2 separate regions of the Canis lupus genome follow, and region 2 is linked to region 1. Evidence: chromatin contacts called from public Hi-C data. All regions are on one chromosome and are shown on one strand. The core of a region is the stretch at or near the end of the contact, and the rest is flanking DNA. Distances in the headings are between cores, read along the strand shown. Region 1 overlaps ITK (tyrosine-protein kinase ITK/TSK). Region 2 holds the start of MED7 (mediator complex subunit 7).

Region 1 (4,749 bases), core at 735-3,234:
TTTTTTTTGTTTTTTTTTTTCACATTTAACTTTGAAGGAAACTTTTAGACTCTCTTCCAAAGTGGCCGGTACCATTTTGCATTCCCATCAGCAATGAGAATTCCTGCTGTTCCATATCCTCAGCAGCATTTAATGTTATCAAGTGTTTGGGGTTTTAACCCTTCTAATAGGTATACAGTGGTAGCTTTTTGTTTACAATTCTCTAATGACATATAATGTGGAGCATCTTTTCATATGTTTATTTTCCGTTTGTATATCTGCTTTAATGAGGTGTCTATTGAGATCTTTTGCCCATTTTTCAATCAGGTTATTTGTTTTCTTGCTTGAGTTTGAAGAGGTCTTTGTCCTTTATCAAATATGTGTTTTGAAGATATTTTCTCCAGCCTGTGGTTTATCTTTTCTCTCTCTTAATAATGTCTTTTACAGAGCAGATGTTTTTAGTTTTAACAAAGCTCAACATCAATTTTTTCTTTTAGGAATCATGCTTTTGGTGTTGTAACTAAAAATCTATTACTGAACCCAAGGTTGCCCAGATTTTCTCCTGTGTTATCTTCAAGAAGTTTTCTAAGTTTTGCATTTTACATTTAGGTCTCTGACCCATTTTGAGTTCATTTTTGTGAAGGCTATAAGTTCTGTGTCTAGGGTCATTATACTGCATATGGCTGCCTAATTGTTCCAGCACTGTTGTTAAAAAACAACAACACTGTCCCACAAATGGCCTTTGCTCCTTTTTCAAAGATAAGTTGACTATATTGAGTCTATTTCCAGGCTCTCAACTCTGTTCCATCAATCTATCTGCCTCTTCTTTCACCAATACCACATTGTCTTCATTACTGTAGCTTTATAGTAAGTCTTGAAGTTGGGTAGTGTCAGTCCTCCAACTTTGTTCCTCTTCAGTATTATGTTGCCTATTCTGAATCTTTTTCCATGTAAACTTCTGAGTAAGTTTGTCAATATCTACAAAATAATTTTCTGGGATTCAAAAAAAAAATAATTTTCTGGGATTCTGAGTGTGATTGTGTTGAATCTATAGATTAAGTTGAAAAGGAATGACATCTTAATAATATAAAGTCTTCCCATTGTTGAATATGAAATATCTCCATTTATTTGGATCTTCTTTGAGTTCTTTCCTTAAAACTTTGTATTTTTCCTAATACATATTTTGTGAGATTTATACCTAAGTATTTCCTTTTTTGCTGCTATTTAGCACTTATTTTATGACATATTTTTAATTCATGACTTTATTTAATTCTCGCAACCGTCTTATAAGATAGAGACTATCATTATCCCCATTTAACAGACAACAAAACTGAGATTCAAACAAGTTAAGTAACCTGCTCAAAGTCACACAGCTGAGTGGGAAATCTTAGATTCAAAAGTAGGCCATATGGGCAGTTCCGGTGGCCCAGCGGTTTAGCGCCGCCTTCAGCCCAGGGTGTGATCCTGGAGACCCGGTATCAAGTCCCACGTCAGGCTCCCTACATGGAGCTTGCTTCTCCCTCTACCCCTCTCTCTCTCTCTCTCTGTCATGAATAAATAAAATCTTTAAAAAAACAAAACAAAACAAAAAACAAAAGTAGTCCATATGATTCCAGAATACCTGCTGTTAACAACTTTTACATCATGGCCTCTAATAATATATATGGAAGCATATTTAAGAATCCTCAGAGGGCTATTAAATTCTGGTTTGCTTTGTTATTAACTATGACACATAAGGACAAGGAACTCACAGAGTTCTTTTCTTCCCTCTCTAGAAACCAGAGGACCGGCCACCTTTCTGCAGACTCTTGAGTCAACTGGCTGAAATTGCAGAATCGGGACTTTAGCAGAGACTCAGCACGAGGCATGGGCTGCAGATCCTGAATGGGGGAAGCAAATTCTCCCTTCATAGAGCATTAAAAGCTGCCACCAGCCCAGAACTCCTCAGAGGCAGCTGGCCTGTGGCGTCAGTCCCTAAGCCACCACAGAGGCAGCACCCTGACAGAGGCTGGCACCTGGCCACCAGCAGAAGGCTCAGCCCCTGAATCGGGAGTGAGGCCAGAGCAGCAGCAATGCCTTTACCCTCCTCCCAGCCTCTCATCTTGTGTGGTTTGCAAACCTCAATCTGATAGCTTTCAGACAACATTTCTTGCACTTCTTAGAGAAAAGGAGGGACATGGTAGGACTGTGGTTGCTTATTTTTATTTCCAACATGGATCTAAAGTTTATGGTCAAGGGATTTTTACTTGGCCCCACAATACAGAATCCCAGGATATGGGGCAAGAGAAATGACGAGTGTGATGCTTTTTCAAGGAGAACTGGTGAATTAATTAAGGTCAGAAAGAGCGACTCAGCCGTTGTGATGCTGTCAGCCACAGCTTCCTGCCGTAGAGGATGATGGAACAGCTGCTCACACATGAGGCCAGATATTCTGAGAAGCAGCTTTATGAGATTTTACTCATTGAGCACACTGCCACCTCCCTCCGTGAAGGGGCATGATGGACTGGGGTGAACAATTTGGATCCCGTGGTTGGAGGTGGCATCTGCCCAGAAAGAGGGTATCAGATGGTAGGGTGTCAACTGGTACAGAGAAAGGCCTTAGGTTGATACCACCCTGATGCCCACTTTCAGTACCAAGCTGGGCAGGTGACGGTCCCTTTCCTCTGCACAGAATGCTTCACAGCTATCCTGGGAGAAGATGATCGCTTCTGAACACTGGCTCCTACTGGGACTCAGCCATGGATTCTTCTGACCTTTAGGTTTAGTTCCCTCTCTGCACTCTTCCACCCTCATCAGCAGAGGGCAGCACTATGCCGGGCAGAGTGGCCTTGCAGAGATCCCGAAAGGTTCTTTAAGCCCTAGGAATTTGCAACTTTAAGACAACGCTTCAAGTCTCTGAAAGTCTAGGAGAGGAATGAAGGGTCTGTTCTCGCTCCAACCATCTGGATGGAAACTGAGTCAAGCACTGAGTGGGGTGCTTCCAAGATGCACAAGGCAGCCTGTGGTCGATTGAGCACTGAAATATGCAAGGTGAATATGTACTGAGCTACGGGCCTTATCTGCAGAATTTTATTTCATCCTGAGTTCACACCAACCCCATGAGAAAGTATCCTTATTTCCATTTTACAGATGATAAACCTGAGGCTTTAAAAAGCCAAGACAGCTCCCCTAAGTGACAGAGTTGTCTGTGACCAATGCAGTTTCTGTATTTCTATTCAACACTGCCTCCTACTGAGGGTGAAAGGGGTTGCAGAGGAGGTAAATAACAGCTGGGGGAGACCTAGAAAGCGAATTAAAGAAGTCAACCACCAAGTAACGTTTCTCCCACATAGACCATTATGGCTGGCTGTGTAGCCCTCCAACTTGGAATAGGATCTTCTTTTTCCCATCTGGCTCCTCATCTTTGTCAGAGGATGGAGTTACTCGGTTAATTAACCCTTTGAATCACCCACCCCTCCAGAGTCATATTGCATGAAGCCATTTATAGGTGAGCTAAGGCAGTTTTGGAAGATCCTCCTGCAGGTGTATAAATGCTTCCTTTAATTATCATTTTGGCTTTGAGCCAGCTGCAGTATTCTTGGACATTTTGTGGAGAAGGGTATTCCCCGGTGTAAGAGAGATTTCATTTTCCTACAATGTTCAGATAAAATTTTAGAGAGATTCTTAGATGGTGTTGCTATTAGTTCTATCTAAATCGTGTGATATTTTGACCAGCTGAAGATTCCAATGCATAACTTTTAACTATAATTATTGTGAAACTGGTTGTCTCAAGATATCATTGTATCAAATGTATCATTCAAAAGGTGATCTGATTCAACATATCCTAAATCATCCCTGTTTACTTTCTGGCATTTTGTACATTCTCTTGTGGAACCTTTAATTAGAGATGCTTTCTGGAACATCCAGTCTAAAAGGAAAACATCAAAATTGATTGATTTCTGTGGCTTGGTTTCAAAACTTGCCCCTTGCATGGTATTATTGTGTTCAAGCTCAGATTCATGGGGGACATAACTGAACATGTTAACTCCTCAGTGTCCTATCCTGCAAAATGGGCTTCCTGCCTGTTTTTTTCTACTCCATTCACAGTTTGAAAATGGTATCATGTGTTCCCAGGGAATTCCCTTATACAAGGTTTTGGTTCTAGATGCAATTTATAGATTTTGCATTTTGTACCTTTTAAGACTATTTATATTTGGATGTAATGAATATTTATTAGTGTACAGTGATTGCTAGTATTCACAATAAAAATGTTACAAATATCTCTAACTGTTGGGGTGACTGGGTGACGGGCACTGAGGGGGGCACTTGGCGGGATGAGCACTGCGTGTTATACTATATGTTGGCAAATTGAACTCAAATAAAAAATCTCTAACCATTTATAAAGCATGTATAGTTAAAAGTTGGGTCTAGCAAATAAAGCTGTATGCTTTAATAAATACAGTATATATGGCCTGGGTTCCATATTTGCCCAAATGTCAAACAACCAAAAATTTTCCTTAAATAAAAATGATTACATGGCTTCATGTTCCAAAGTAAGGACTATATATCATGCAACATTTGTTCAACAAGTAAATATCAAATGCTTCCTGTGTTCCTATGAGACACTGTGCTGAGAGCTATGGAAACAAAGATGAAAAAAGCACAGTCTTTATTTTCTAGAAACTCCAGGTAAGTCATACAAAAAGGCAGACATATCAACAAGTAAAATTATAATCCAGCAATTAGAGCAACAACAGAAATATAGGCAAAGAGGAGAAGAGCTCAGAAAAA
Region 2 (4,749 bases), core at 1,075-3,574, 94 kb before region 1:
CAAGGATAAACAAAAAAACATTGCTTCCATCTTAGTGCCACTTACAACCTAACAAAAAAAACACAAAAATAACTACCAAGTTTTAAGGCTCCTACAGAAGGCCAACAGTTCTACCAAAAATAAGTCTAAAAATTCCACACAGGAAAATTATCATAAGCAAAATTAAAAGACAATCCCATTCTTTTGGGAGAAAAATGCCTGCAAGCTAACAGAGCAAATATTGGAAATTTTATTTTGACTTTTCAAAAATTTATTTTCTGACTCCACTCCCACCGGAAGGAGGGCACTAGGACTTCAGGAACTGCCGAATACACAACTCCATCTCCAGCACCTCAACACCTAAAAGATCCTCAATAAAGGCCCACTGATTGAGTTTTTTTTTTTTTTTTAACCTCCGTTTTTTAAAACAGAATAATAGACAAAAGAGGACAAGGAGGAGGGCTCGGGTGGTTCAGTCGGTTAAGCTTCTGCCTTTGGCTCAAGTCATGGATTCAGGTCCTGATCTCAGGGTCCTGGGATTGAGCCCGCATCCGGCTCCCAGCTTAGCAGGGAATCTGCTTCTCCCTTCTCCCTCTGCCTTTCCCCACGCTGGGCTAGCTCCCTCTCTCTCAAGTAAATAAAATCTTAAAAAAAAAAAAAAAAAGACAAGGGAAATGCAAATGCTGAATAAAAGCAGAAAATTATTCAGACTAATATACTTCTAAAAGCAAAGTTTTAAAAAGAATACTTTTCATCTAACGGACTATCGAGATTTCAAATACTCCATCATTCAACAAATATTAGAACACCTTCCATGCGACAGGCGCTGGATGCCAGCAGAGGTCGCACTCTCCCAGGGCAGCTCTTTCTGTCCAAGGGTCTTGCCCTCTCATGCTTCTATAAAGACCACTTTTTTGCACCACAGACGTCTCAAGAACTCTTTCTTGGCTGTTGGTTTCAAACCCTAACATCTGTCCTACGTCACAAGTGCATAAAAATGTGCACCAAGGGTGTTTAATGCAGCGAGGTTTGAAAAGAGTAGGAAAAGCCGGAAATCATCCATGACTTCATCAATATGAGGAGTGGATAAAATATTTCTCTGTAATATAAGGCGGCCCTCGAGTAAAAGGGGTAAAACTGCTTGCGGGGAGTGGGGGGTGGAGGTGGGGGTGATAAACAGTGTTTATATGTGATTACTACCAAAATCAGAGAATTAGCATTGATCTGGTTACTTCAAAAGCGACTGTAAGAGACAGCCCAGGCTCTGCCTCACTCAAGCATTTTTAGTTGGGCGCCCGGTTCCGCGCCTCCCCACGCCACAAGCCACAAGCACTCCTCTATTCAACGTGCAGGTTCCCAGTCCCACGTGACTGGCACGTTTTAAAGCCTCTCGGCGGACGCCTGGGTGGCTCAGGGCGGGATCCGGGGATCCGAGATCGAGTCCCACGTCTGCAAGGAGCCTGCTTCTCCGTCTGCCTGGGTCTCTCATGAATAAATAAATAAAATCTTTAAAAAAAAAAAAAATTAAAAAAAAAAAAAAAGCCTCTCGGTCTTCCTCACACGCCTGTCAGCTTCCTTCGCGAGAGGAAGACTCCGCGTCTCGGAGGGGCCGCCTGCGCCGCGTCGGGGCTAGCGAGTCCACGGCAACGCTCCTCATCCCGGCTCCTTTCCGCGGCCCAGGGCAGGCTCGCCCACGGAAGCAACCTGACGAGTCGCACCGATTCTGCTCATTCCTCCACCGCTTCTCTGGGGCCAACTCTTCCGAGGCGGTGTCTCCACTGAAACCGGCGCCAAGCGTCACGGCCGGTGACCGGACCCCAGACCCCCCTTCCGTGGGGCTCAGCCGACAGGAAGGCATTCCAGGGTCCCGCCCCGCCCCCGAACACCTCCCCCTCGACGTGGCCACCAGGCTTGGGATCGCGGCCTCCTGCACCCCGCACTACCGCGGCCGACCTCAGGCTCCATCCCCGACGAGCGCGGGCAAGGCCCGGGGGCCGAGGCCCGCCACGTCCGCCCGGCTCAGCACACCCGCGGCGCGGGACTGGAACTCAGGGCTCCCCCACGGAGGAAGCCCCGAGCGCGCCGCGCCGACGGCACCTTCCGCCCGGCTCCCCGCGAGCAGCAGCGAGGCCGCATCTCCGAGGGATGTGGGAGAGGAAGGTGACGGAGCGTGTCCGCGCCAGGCTTCCCCCATTCCCAGCCGGCCCTGGGGGAGCCGCGGGGTCCGGAAGGCGAGACGCACGCGGCACGAAGCCGCAAGCCGTCGCCGCCCACTTACCTCAGCCCAGGCTTGACGCTGGAGCCGCCTTCGCCTCCGCAACCGAAAGCCGACTTCCGGCCACCTCCTCCAGGAAGAAGCCCGTGACACTGCCCCTTGATTGGCTGAGAGAACTGTATGTTAGCCGCCGCTCTAGTCCCGCCTCCAACCAAAACCTTGCTACTGCGCCTGCGCGTATCTCCCCGCGCCCTCGGCGGTCGGGTCGCCGGCGGCCTCGGGCGTGGGGGTGTCTGTGCTAGTACTTTCTATCAGTAAAAGCTGCAACTGGTAGCTTCGCTCCTTTGTTATCTTTTTTTTTTTTTTGACACCTGAGATTAACTTATCCGTTTGCCTTACATGAAAATTAGAAAATGCAGATAAGCCGATTTTTAAAAATTAGATCGACTCTAATCCTACTGTCCAAAATAGCATTACATTTATTTTCAATCTGGAAATATTTATGAACGAGATCGGGAATTCATAGCGTTCTCAGTTTCTATTTCTTCACATTCATATTTATTTTCATTTAGGAATTGAAACATAGCTATGTTTCCAGGTAACAAAAAATGTATCAAAGTTTTTGGGAGGTAATTTTCAGAAGAAGTAACAAACTTATAAATTCGTGGAAATCTGACGAGAGCATACTGGACATAAAAGAAAATTGTTATTCTGATAAAAGTTTTCAACTTTGCCTCTAAAATAAGATTACTTGGTTTCATTTTTTAGAAAAGAACGAGATTCCGAGTATATGCAAAAGTAGAGGGGCGCCTAGGTGGCTGAGTGGGTGAAGCCTCTGCCTTCAGCTCAGGTCGTGATCCCAGGGTCCTGGCATCAAGCCCTACTTGGGCTCCCTGCTCAGCAGGGAATCTGCTTCTCCCCCTCCCCTCACACTGCTCTTGCTCTCTCTCTTCCTCTCTCAAATAGATAAGATCTTTAAAAAAAAAAGTGTACTCATTATCCACCTTCAATCTATATCTACCCATTAGATCTAGACATTATTTCGTTTTAATATACACGTCCAAAATAGGACTCTCATTTTCCCCCATAAGGATACAGGTGTTATATCATTTAAAAATAAGTTAGTAGAGGTGCCTGGGTGGCTCAGTGGTTCCGTGTCTGCCTTTGGTTCAAGTTGTGATCCCAGGGTCCTGGGATCAAGTCCTGCGACAGGCTCCAGATATGGAGCCCGCTTGTCTCTCTGCCTACATCTCCGCCTGTCTCTCTGTCTTTCATGAATAAATAAAATCTTTTTTAAAAAAAATAAAATAAAATAGTAATTATTTAAATTCATCAAAATCAAGGGCACTTAGGTGGCTCAATTGTTTAAGCTTCTGATTCTCAATTTCAGCTCAGTTCTTGATCTTGGGGTCATGAGACAGCCCCATGTCAGGCTGTGTGCTCAGCCTGCAGCCTGCTTAAGATTCTCTCTCTCCTGCCCTCTGCTCCACACACCCCCCCCCCTTACCTCTCTTAAAAAAAAATCATAAAAATCAAGTCCTTATTTGGATAACAATTGCTTCAGGATCCAATAAGCCTTTGTAACTGGCTGATGTGTCTTTCAACTACCTTTAATCTTTGATTCTAAAGTTTCTGTTAAGTAACAGAAATTTAACCCAGTAAATTTAAGAGATCTAATTGGATTTTTTAATCTATTCATCTATTGGGCAAAATCCCATCTAGCAAGTAATGGGGAACTCCAAGGATTTGTGCCAAGTGGAACATTTTTCTAGAAAGGAGGGTGGAGCAAGGAAGTTATTAGCAAAGGAAAGGTTTGTTTCACACAAGGTCACAATCCTTGAGGGGGAAGAGCAGGGCCTTATTTTGAAGATTACCTCATCTTCCTTTGGGAGTGGGGAACAATGGCCCGTGCCATAGATTACTTCATTTGGTGCTGATCAGAAAATTCTAGATTGATTGATTTAAAATTCTACTCTTGGAAAGGTTGAAACTGCAATTAAGTCTTGGTTTGCTATCCTGGGGTGGTTTTCTTTCTTTCTTTTTTTTTTTTTTTTTTTTAAAGTTTTATTCACTTATTTTAGAGAAAAAGAGAGCATACATGCTCACGTGAGCAGGGAGAGGGGCAGAGTGAGAGGGAGAAGCAGACTCCCCACTGAGCATGGGGCCTGTCGAGGCTTGATCCCACAATCCTGAAATCGTGACCTGAGCCAAAACCAAGAGTCAGACACTAAACCAACTGAGCCACGTAGGCACTCCTTTATGGTTTTCTTTTTAATAGTCTTTTCCATCTCCATACCACATCAGTGTATTTGTTGAAGAAATCCATTCACTTGTGAGCATACCCCAATCAGACTTTTCTTCCCCACTCATCCAATGTTGTTACAGGGTTGCAGGGTTCTTGTCTCACAAAGAATGAACCCCATGGGTGTTCAAAGGGTGAAGTGACGTGAAAGTTGACTAAGTGAAAGGGAGAACAGAAATGAAAGAAAAAACTCTCTAGAGTGAAAGAGGTCCCAAATGGGTTGCCACTGTGGGCTTTTACTGGCAGTCTTTTA

Evidence for each region. Hi-C and Micro-C count contacts between places; a contact is called where the count stands out from the background.
Region 2: a contact with region 1 is called in a Hi-C map of blood, with 3 times the contacts expected there. The contact joins the promoter of MED7 here to the enhancer-like site in region 1. A contact is called at or near these places in 5 of 9 Hi-C or Micro-C datasets (amygdala, blood and liver).

Annotation. Positions count from the first base shown.
Region 1 is chr4:53,789,171-53,793,919 of UU_Cfam_GSD_1.0, reverse strand. It overlaps ITK (tyrosine-protein kinase ITK/TSK), which reads left to right. Exons shown (of 17, transcript XM_038534925.1): 17 at 1,755-4,238. The coding sequence ends at 1,826. Among named protein-coding and RNA genes, the nearest start is that of CYFIP2, 11 kb to the right of the region's middle. Within about 2 kb of position 1,984, at least 5 of the 20 cell types and tissues checked have an H3K27ac peak or open chromatin away from gene starts, as enhancers often do. A contact at or near this core is called in blood and liver, where this site is marked.
Region 2 is chr4:53,883,100-53,887,848 of UU_Cfam_GSD_1.0, reverse strand. It overlaps MED7 (mediator complex subunit 7), which reads right to left and starts at 2,324. Exons shown (of 2, transcript NM_001253899.1): 1 at 2,258-2,324.